Regions from separate parts of the Sus scrofa genome. Here all the other regions are linked to region 1. The links are chromatin contacts, called in public HiChIP or PLAC-seq maps. All regions are on one chromosome and are shown on one strand. The core of a region is the stretch at or near the end of the contact, and the rest is flanking DNA. Distances in the headings are between cores, read along the strand shown. Region 1 has its middle 52 kb from the start of CD44. Region 2 overlaps SLC1A2 (excitatory amino acid transporter 2). Region 3 overlaps SLC1A2 (excitatory amino acid transporter 2).

Region 1 (2,796 bases), core at 82-2,581:
CCACTTCTCTGCTCAAGACCCTCCCACGCCTCCTCATTTAGCTCAGAGGATAAGCCTAAATCTTTTCAGCGGCCCCCAAGGCCCAGCCTGATCTGACAGTCTCACTCCAGCCTCACCCTCTCTTCTCCCCCCACCCCGGCTCCCTCGGCTTCCGCCCAGTAGTCTCCAGATTGGTCTCCAATGTTCTTTCCCCAGATACCTGCACAGATCAAGTCCTTACCTGCCATGACTTGACTCAGAACCACTAGCATAGTGAGGGCTCCCCTGGGTATACTCTCCTGGACCACAGCTCCCTTCTATGCTCCCTGGCCTCCCTCCTGATGGATGTCTGAGCATGCGCACAAGACATGTTAGGTATTCATCATGCTTTATTGTCATCTGTCGTTTCCTGCCTCCCTCACTTGAACGTAAGCTCTGTGAGGTCAGGGATTTCTGCCTGTTTTGTTTACTGCTGCCGTATCCCCAACATCCAAGATAGGGCCTGGTAGGTAGCAGATGATCACACGGTATTTACTGAATGAATAAATGAATTCTTGGCTCACTCCTACCTGTTGTTATCAGTATCATAGCTTTCCTTTCCCAGCCTCCCTTTTAATTCTCCTTCTTTTGTAGGCAAAGCAAACAAACATAAACACGCAACAAAATAAGCCACGAGATGCTATTAGTTCCCGCCTTTACAACTTCATGGACGTTCCAATACATTATATATATTATGTATTTTTATATAGACACATAGATATTATATACATATGCACACACATATACTGTGTGGATATATATATATATATATATGTCCACACACACACAGAGACATTATATTTTCCTTTCAGATGGGAGATTTGGGGTGTGGCGTGCCAAAGGAAAAGAATTTGGGGAATTCTTGACCTGGCTGGCCTCTGCTCTTCTCCCAGCTCCCAGTCCATCCTCCCTCCGCCCCTGGCTACCACCCTGCTCTCACATTCCTGCAGCAGGAAGCTCTGCTCCCCACTGGGAGCAGCCTGTAGCATTTGGCTGGGGTGGTTGGAGCCCTCAGGCTCAACATTTGAAGCATCCCCTCATTGTCTGAGGGGTAGCACAAGAAACACGCGTGCCAGGCTCCTGCCTCTGAGGGTCAGAATTTGGCATCGCTGTTGTGTGTGATTGAGTGACAAATCGGGAACGCCAATCTAGAACTCCAAAATAGAGAGCGATCGAGCTTGGTGGCAGGGGCGAACAGGCCTGGTTCCCCGCAGCTGGCGGATTCTGTTTGGGCTGTCTCCTCTTGTCACCACAGCACCCTGTCGGGTTACCAAGGAGACAGAGGAACAGACTGCAGAGAAGCTCCCCAGTGCATGGGCGGCAGCAGACAGTCATTGAGACAACGCCCTCATTCTTGGCTCCGCCCCTCCTCCCACAGCCCAAGAGAAGCCACACAAGGAGCTGGAATTCCAAGGGCTGCCTTTGGAATTCAGACCAGAGTTTGCCTACACCTCCTCTCTGGTCCTCTGTGCCTCTCTGAAGAGGAGGATCTGCACGTGCGGGCTCTTGCTGCTGGATCTGCTGCGTTTTTCTAAGCTTTGGGGGTGTATTTGTGTTTAAGAAAACACCTGGGTTTTTTCAAAAGTCGGAAGAGATTGGTGGCTGAGCTGTTCTGCTCTCTTGTGGATGATAGGCTATGAGATGGGGCCCATGCTCATCAGGAAGGCCCTGGACAACTGGAGGGAGGGGTCCCAGGAGCCAGTCCCCAAGGCCTGGATTCCTCCTTTGAGCTGGCCTGCTTTCATGGGGACTCCACACCAGACTCAGAAGGAACAAGGCCCTCTAACTGCTAACTGATGAAGAGCCCTCCCAGTTTCCGCATGCAAGTGCCTAGATGAGACTGTGATTGGATTTGACAAGCCTTTGGGAATATACGGTAATTCCGTAATCCCGCTACTAAACGCACTTAGCACTTTCATCTTTACGAAGCTTGTAGTGTCCATTCTCAGTCTTCTCCCCACAGCTGGAGGGCTTTATTTCCCCTAGTTTACAGATGAGAAAATGGAGGTGGAAGAACTTTCTGCCACCATAAAAGTAGCAGGAAAGCATTTCAAACCCAGATCTCATGACCCCACACGTGGGGTGTTTCCAATTTACTCCTGGTAGACAAGTTCCTTAAACAGGAGGCCCAGGAGTCTGAGGCCTGAAACCACGGGGCTTACGGATGTAGCTACAAACTGCAGCTCTCAGCCAGAAAGAAAAAAGTCAAGGAGAAGAGAAACCGTATTGCACTGTAGGAGCTTAGGGTGCCTCACACATGCTGAATATTTACATGTGTTCCCCACACCGTCTCTATAGCAACTGGCGTGAGGTGCAGAAATGCTTCATCAGTATTTGTGAGAGAATGAGAAGAAAGCGCTCCAAGATCCTCTTTCTCCCAGCAGGCAGGGCTATTTCCATCCACTGGCTTTGTGACTTTTCCCAGCAGCCACTCAGTAGGAAGCTGGTTTCAAACAGCAGGGCACCTGTGTATCCATCCAATGGGCATCTGAACCTTGCAGGATGGAAGGGCCTCCACTCCTGATCCCTCTTCCAGGCAATTATGCAAGGAGTCAGGAAGGGATTTCATTATTAAGAAGTCTCAATAGTAAGGAGCTGAGAGGTTGTGGTTTCCAGCTTTTAACCACAACATTTAAGGCGTGGCTCCATCCTTATAGTTTCTTATAAATGCGCATCATTACCTAATTCTCCCTGGAGAATCAAAATTGTTTTAGATGCATCCGTATCAGTGATGCGAGCTGAGGCTCGGAACGGGCAAACAATGTCCTTCTCAGAATG
Region 2 (2,857 bases), core at 228-2,727, 190 kb after region 1:
TACCCCTCGTGACATTCGATTTGCCTAATATGCCACAGGGCTCAAGTAAGGTAAGCATGGCTCTAAAAGCGGGCACGGAAATATTAAAGAAGAAAAACAAATCACCCTTCATCCTCCCACAGGAACACCACTGCATTCATTTCTGCTTACGCCTTTATGTCTCGGAGAGAACCAGAGACGTCAAGACTATGTGGCGAGAGTCTGAGGAGACCATTGCCAAAGTTAACATGGGAACGCGGGATAGCAAATATCCAGACTCAACTGAGTGGACATCAGGGAAACAAATCAACAGAATTCCAAATGACATTAAGCTTCAAATGCCTGGACGTTTCACCCTGGGCTGGAAAATGCATTACTCAGAAAGGGGATGCCAAGAAAGGATAATGAAATAACGGGAGGCTTTCCTTCTGAAGCATCTCAACCCTTGCTTTCCAAGTAATGCCAAGGGCACACCCAACACCATGTGGAAGTCTCTGGAAGAGGGTTTCATCTAGGGTTCAAGGGCTCTGTCTTGACACCAGGGAGCCTCTCTGGTCCAGCAAGGGGCAGTGACTTTTTCAGTTCTTTTCTGGACCCCATGTGTAAAAGCTGTTCTTTCTAAATGGAACAATGCTTCTGAAAATACAGGTTCCCAAGTTGCTTTTCTGTCTGCTGAAAAGAAAGGGGGGGGGTGCTGTTTTCTTCATGGCTATACAGTTCCAGATTTTTTAGAGTAGGTCTTCTGGTTCCAAACTAAGAATAAGAGTCCCAAATGGGTTTGACCATTGGTGTGCCCAGGCACCGAATCCTGGTCTCACAGCTGGGAGGGACCTGAACTGACCTCAAGGAAGGTCCCAGGAGGTTTTGTGGTTCACACTGGTTTTTCCATATAACCATCCTTCCCACATTTGGGCTTGGCTCAGAACAGACACTTCCCTACGTGAGATCTACAGAATGCATCTTTGCTTTCGCCCTGGCTCCGTCCATGTAGAGCTGGGGTCAGCGTTTCAACAACTCTGTTTTCCTTGAATCCATCTAGGACGGAGGAAGTAGTAGTGTGCAGTGGTTATCAGCAAAGCTTCTGGAGTTGAACGACCTAGGTTCAAATCCCAGCTCTGCCACTTAGTAACCACATGGCTTTGGGCAACTTACTTAACCTCTTTGTGCCTTGACTTCCTTATCTGTCAAAAAGGAGCTATGAGTGGTGTGTCACTCTTGGAGTCATCGGGAGCTCATGAATCAAAAGCCCTTAGAAGAGGCCGGCACATTGCAACCCCCTAGTAAATGGGAATCGTTATTCTTACTGGGAAATCTGGGCAGGGTGAGGCTGCTTTGCAATGAATACGTCCCTAAAGTCCCAAGGCAGGTGGGACATTCCTGGCAGGTGGGAATTCTCAGTCATTTCCCTGAGATGGATTGAACACCAGGGAAGGGGAACTCCCCAAGTTCCAAGGACCTCTCGGCCTTGGCCGTTTTATTTACAACATCAGTAGCTTCTGCTCTATGAGTCACTCTGACACATCCCTTTGTACTGTGGCCACATTGTCTCGTTACCCCTGGGTTGTGTGAGACAAAGTCCCATAAAGAATTCTTCCTGGAGGTTGGTTCCCTTTCTGTTCCTCCATCCCAAATATACCCTCCTCCAACCACAGGCTCCCCAGGCAGTGACCTCCCCTCTGTCCCTTTATCCTTTCCTGCTCATCCAGTCCTTCTACTCTCCTGGCTCACTTCCCTACGGTTAGTTCTTGGATGCTGTGCAAGGAACTACACACACGTTATTCGCAGCCGGACCTCTCAGCCCTACACAAAGGCACAGATGGTGGCACCAAGGAGTGGATCCAGGGTCACAGAGTTTGAACAAGGTCTGCTGGGATTTGAACCCTCGTCTGCTTGATTCCAGTGCTGCACTGGCTCCTCATGTCCCTCGATCCTTCCTCACATTGAAAACTCTATGATTAATTAATGCATTTGCTGAGAATTCCTGGCCCCTCTTTCCCTGAATACAGGGAAGTGAGGTGAAGAAAGTACTTGGAAGCACAGCTATGAACCTGGACTTGGCTCTTTTTCTCTGATTAAATTAGAGACAGTGACCTACATATACTCTATGGGGGCAGGAGATTTCCACCCCCCACCCCATAGAGACAGCCCTTGGGATGTCTACAAATATAGCAGGTTTCACTGAACTTGACAGGGACACAAGTATTAAATATATTTGTTCCAACTTCATCCTTTTTTTCCAGGGAAAATTCTCAGTAGTATCATTATTAAAATAAAATAAATCTTGGGTAGATAAATTTAAATAACTGAGGCACAATCTCAATCAGCTGGTCACTGGACCATCCTCCCATCTCTAAGTTCTCATCTCGAGGTGTGAACTTGATGGAAAGCATGACTGCCATCAAGGCCAAGAATTCAGGGACACCAAGGAGCTCCATCCATCTTTGAATTTTTAAGCAAGGGAGGTAGGCAGTCTCACCTGCAATCTGTTAGGAGGACATGATTTAGAAGCTTGATAAAATGACCTGAAGCATGTTTTCCACTGACTAACATCATGGCACTTGCTGTATCAGAGTCACATTTTTCTTTCATATTCTAGGAGTGTTATATGAAGCATCAATAGTAGTAACGATACTCGTAGCAAACATTTATTGACAGGTGACAATGCACCAGGTACAAAGCTCTCAACCACACCTGAATGTGTGATGACTGTCCCCCTCATACAGGAAACTGAGGCTCCCATAGAGTACTGCTCTGGACTGAGCGGTGTCCTCCCCAAACCCACTTGCTGAAGCCCAAATCTCCCATGGGATAGAATTTGGAGATAGGAGCTTGGGAGGTGATTAGATCATGAAGGTAGAGCCCTCGTGATGGGTTTAGT
Region 3 (2,872 bases), core at 74-2,573, 210 kb after region 1:
CTAGTACTACTCTTTTGATTTTTTTTTCTGCAAAGTAAACACAAAAGACCCATTCTTAATTGTCAGGTCATACAAAACAAATGGCAGATGAGATGTGGTCCATGGGCTGGCTATAGGTTTCCAACCCATTTTCTGGGGAACTCTCTAAAAGAGAGGTTTTTCAGCCCTTTCTCAGTCCTTCCTGAGAGCCCTTTGCTTGGTTCACTTGGTTCACGCCCACCCACTCTTTGCTGCTGGGAGGGTTCCAGCGTCCTCTGGGGGACCCCAACACCATCTCACGTCCTCTCCGCAATGAGGTAAGAAGAAGCCCACTTACCACATGATCATGATCACCAACTTCATCACAATCTCATTCAAAATATTGAAGAATTCCACCATCAGCTTGGCCTGCTCACCCATCTTCCCCATGGCGATGCCAAAGGCAATGAAAAACCCTATCAGACCTGTTGGGTGAATCACATGACACAGAAGGACAAATTATAAAGAATGTGTTTCTTCTCCCGTGGGCTTTCCCATTCCCCAAGTAGGGAGCCCCGTTCTCACCGCCTGTTACCCCACGAAGTAAGCATTAAAAGACAAAAGCATTAGGTTTCACACTGAAAATACCTTTCCCCTGGATAATTACGGCTTTCCTGAATATTTTCCACATGAGCAAGTTGGAGTGTAAGCAGGTTAGTTCCTTGGAGGAAATAAATTCATGTTCCTTCCAAACGATAAAGTACTCTCTTCTTTCTCGTCCTTGCTTTTGAAATCATGTGTGAGCAGATTCCTTTAGCATGTAGATTAACAAAGCAAGGCTTGTTGGGACTTGGGGAGTTTTGTGCAAATTTTGGAGCCAATGTTAGAAGAGCAGAGACCAATTAACAACTAAGTCTCTGCCAGGGTTATGTCTGTATTGGCTTGGTGTTATCCCAAATCAATGCATGGCTGGTATAGTTCACTCCAGGAACACCCTAAAGATAAAATTATTTTCCTATTGCCTAATTTGAGAAGGAGGAAAAATGACAAAAAGGAAAAAAAAATCAAAGAGAAAGCAATGAGAAATACAAAACAGTTGGGAAAACCCCAAATGACCCAGTTTGTTTGCATTCAACCTGTTATTCATTAATTCATCACCATTCTTTCCATGGTCAAAAAAGTTTAGAATGCTTTCTTTTTTACTGAGTTTTTTCCCAGGATCATAAAGAGAAAACATAGTCTTTGTTATTTCCTGGCCCCTCAGCCATCTGAACTCCTTCACTTGTTATCACCTGATGTCCACCTCAGTGTAACCCCATCCTGGCCCCAGGGTCACTCCTAATTCTCGTCCAGGAGGATTTGAGGAACAACTGAACACTGTCTCCACCTCTTGATGTCAGCAGCAAACTGCACTAGGTCCTGGACCAACTCCAACAGCCAATCTTGGGTCTTAGTTCTGGGCGGCCTTTTGCCTCATTCTAAGTATCTGTCCTGGGAACCTGCCTGATTTGTTAGTTTCTCCAAGACCTGGCTTTTCTTTCCCCAAAACATTCTCTCCGCCACTACTCCCCCTACCAGGTCCCTCCCTCAGGGTCTCACTCTGGAGTGTCACCCAGACCCTCCCATGTGTATGGCTAACAGATGTCCCCATACTGCCTGGGGCTTTCTGGGTTTCTGATTACAAATCACCATGTGCCTCAACTCCCAATCTGTTTTCCAGTCTTGGGGCTCCAATTCTTTTTTTTTTTTTTTGCCTTTTTGCCATTTCTTGGGCAACACTGGATCTTTAACCCACTGAGCATGGCCAGGGATCGAACCCGCAACCTCATGGTTCCTAGTTGGATTCGTTAACCCACTGAGCCACGATGGGAACTCCCTTGGGGCTCCAATTCTGATGACTTGCATGGACTATAAATCCGTGTCATTGTCCCCTTGACAATGGGACCTTGCTCGCCCATCTGACTTTCTCTGAACCTCTCCCTCTTCTTCCCCACACCCACCCCGTCCCGTCATTTCCAGTCTCTCCCTATTCTATCCAGTTTCCTCGTGTGTCTGTTTAGGCCTGCGGTCTTGAGCTGTACCAAGGTAAACTACAGCATTATAATTTGATTCTCTTGGAGGAAAAGTCTTTCTCTCTGAACCTCTGATTTTACCTTTTCCCTGGTCGCCAAAACCTCCCACCTCCCCACAGCAAGCACATATCAACCCAGACTGTTCAACCACCAGACCCTCTCTCTAGCTTCAGCAAAAAGAACCCAGAACTTGCACTAAAATTGTTAATCCTCACTATTTAATAGTTCCCCTTCTCAGCTCTTGGCCAGAAAGAGCGACAAGTGACTTACCAGTGAGCCGTTCTGGCCACAAAAACAAAGGCTTAGTGAGAATTAAAGTGACCCAGAATTAGAGCGACCAGGGAGAGTGACCTAGTTCTGCAGGAATAGAGGACATCGCAGGCAGGCTCTTCTCAAGCCCGTGGAGAGGCGTTTGCTAGAGGAGAACTGAGCAATAATCTGTGAACATTCTGGCTGAGAATAGCTAGTTATCACTTGGTGAATTCCATTTGGAAATTTTAAAAGAAAATGCTCCAGGTCTCAAGGTCCCAAAGAACTAGCATAAAACAGCTCCCCCGGTGGGGTCTGCAGAAACTGGCCATCTCTGTGCATACTACAGAGATGCTGAAAGGAGCCGTCTCTCACAGGAGTTGATTTAAGTGGTTGAGATTCGAGTCCAAAAGAGTCTGCAAGTTTGCGGCGTAAAGAAATGAGTGTTTCTATGGAGTTCCTGTCATGGCTCAGTGGTTAATGAATCTGACTAGGAACCATGAGGTTGCGGGTTTGATCTCTGGCCTTGCTCAGTGGGTTAAGGATCTGGTGTTGCCGTGAGCTGTGGTGTAGGTCGCAGGTGCGGCTTGGAT

The links. HiChIP or PLAC-seq counts read pairs in DNA pulled down with a chosen protein or histone mark.
Region 2: an H3K27ac HiChIP or PLAC-seq map of alveolar macrophages shows a contact between it and region 1. The contact joins two enhancer-like sites. A contact is called at or near these places in 1 of 47 Hi-C or Micro-C datasets (epiblast stem cells) and 1 of 2 datasets of contacts at active chromatin or transcription factors (alveolar macrophages).
Region 3: a contact with region 1 is called in an H3K27ac HiChIP or PLAC-seq map of alveolar macrophages. The contact joins two enhancer-like sites. A contact is called at or near these places in 1 of 47 Hi-C or Micro-C datasets (epiblast stem cells) and 1 of 2 datasets of contacts at active chromatin or transcription factors (alveolar macrophages).

Annotation. Positions count from the first base shown.
Region 1 is chr2:25,934,671-25,937,466 of Sscrofa11.1, reverse strand. No RefSeq gene overlaps it. Among named protein-coding and RNA genes, the nearest start is that of CD44, 52 kb to the right of the region's middle. Within about 2 kb of position 1,331, at least 28 of the 83 cell types and tissues checked have an H3K27ac peak or open chromatin away from gene starts, as enhancers often do. A contact at or near this core is called in alveolar macrophages, where this site is marked.
Region 2 is chr2:25,742,766-25,745,622 of Sscrofa11.1, reverse strand. All of the region lies in intron 8 of SLC1A2 (excitatory amino acid transporter 2), which reads right to left. Among named protein-coding and RNA genes, the nearest start is that of CD44, 140 kb to the left of the region's middle. Within about 2 kb of position 1,477, at least 17 of the 83 cell types and tissues checked have an H3K27ac peak or open chromatin away from gene starts, as enhancers often do. A contact at or near this core is called in alveolar macrophages, where this site is marked.
Region 3 is chr2:25,722,817-25,725,688 of Sscrofa11.1, reverse strand. SLC1A2 (excitatory amino acid transporter 2) reads right to left here. Exons shown (of 11, transcript XM_003480708.4): 6 at 317-443. Among named protein-coding and RNA genes, the nearest start is that of SLC1A2, 120 kb to the right of the region's middle. Within about 2 kb of position 1,323, at least 13 of the 83 cell types and tissues checked have an H3K27ac peak or open chromatin away from gene starts, as enhancers often do. A contact at or near this core is called in alveolar macrophages, where this site is marked.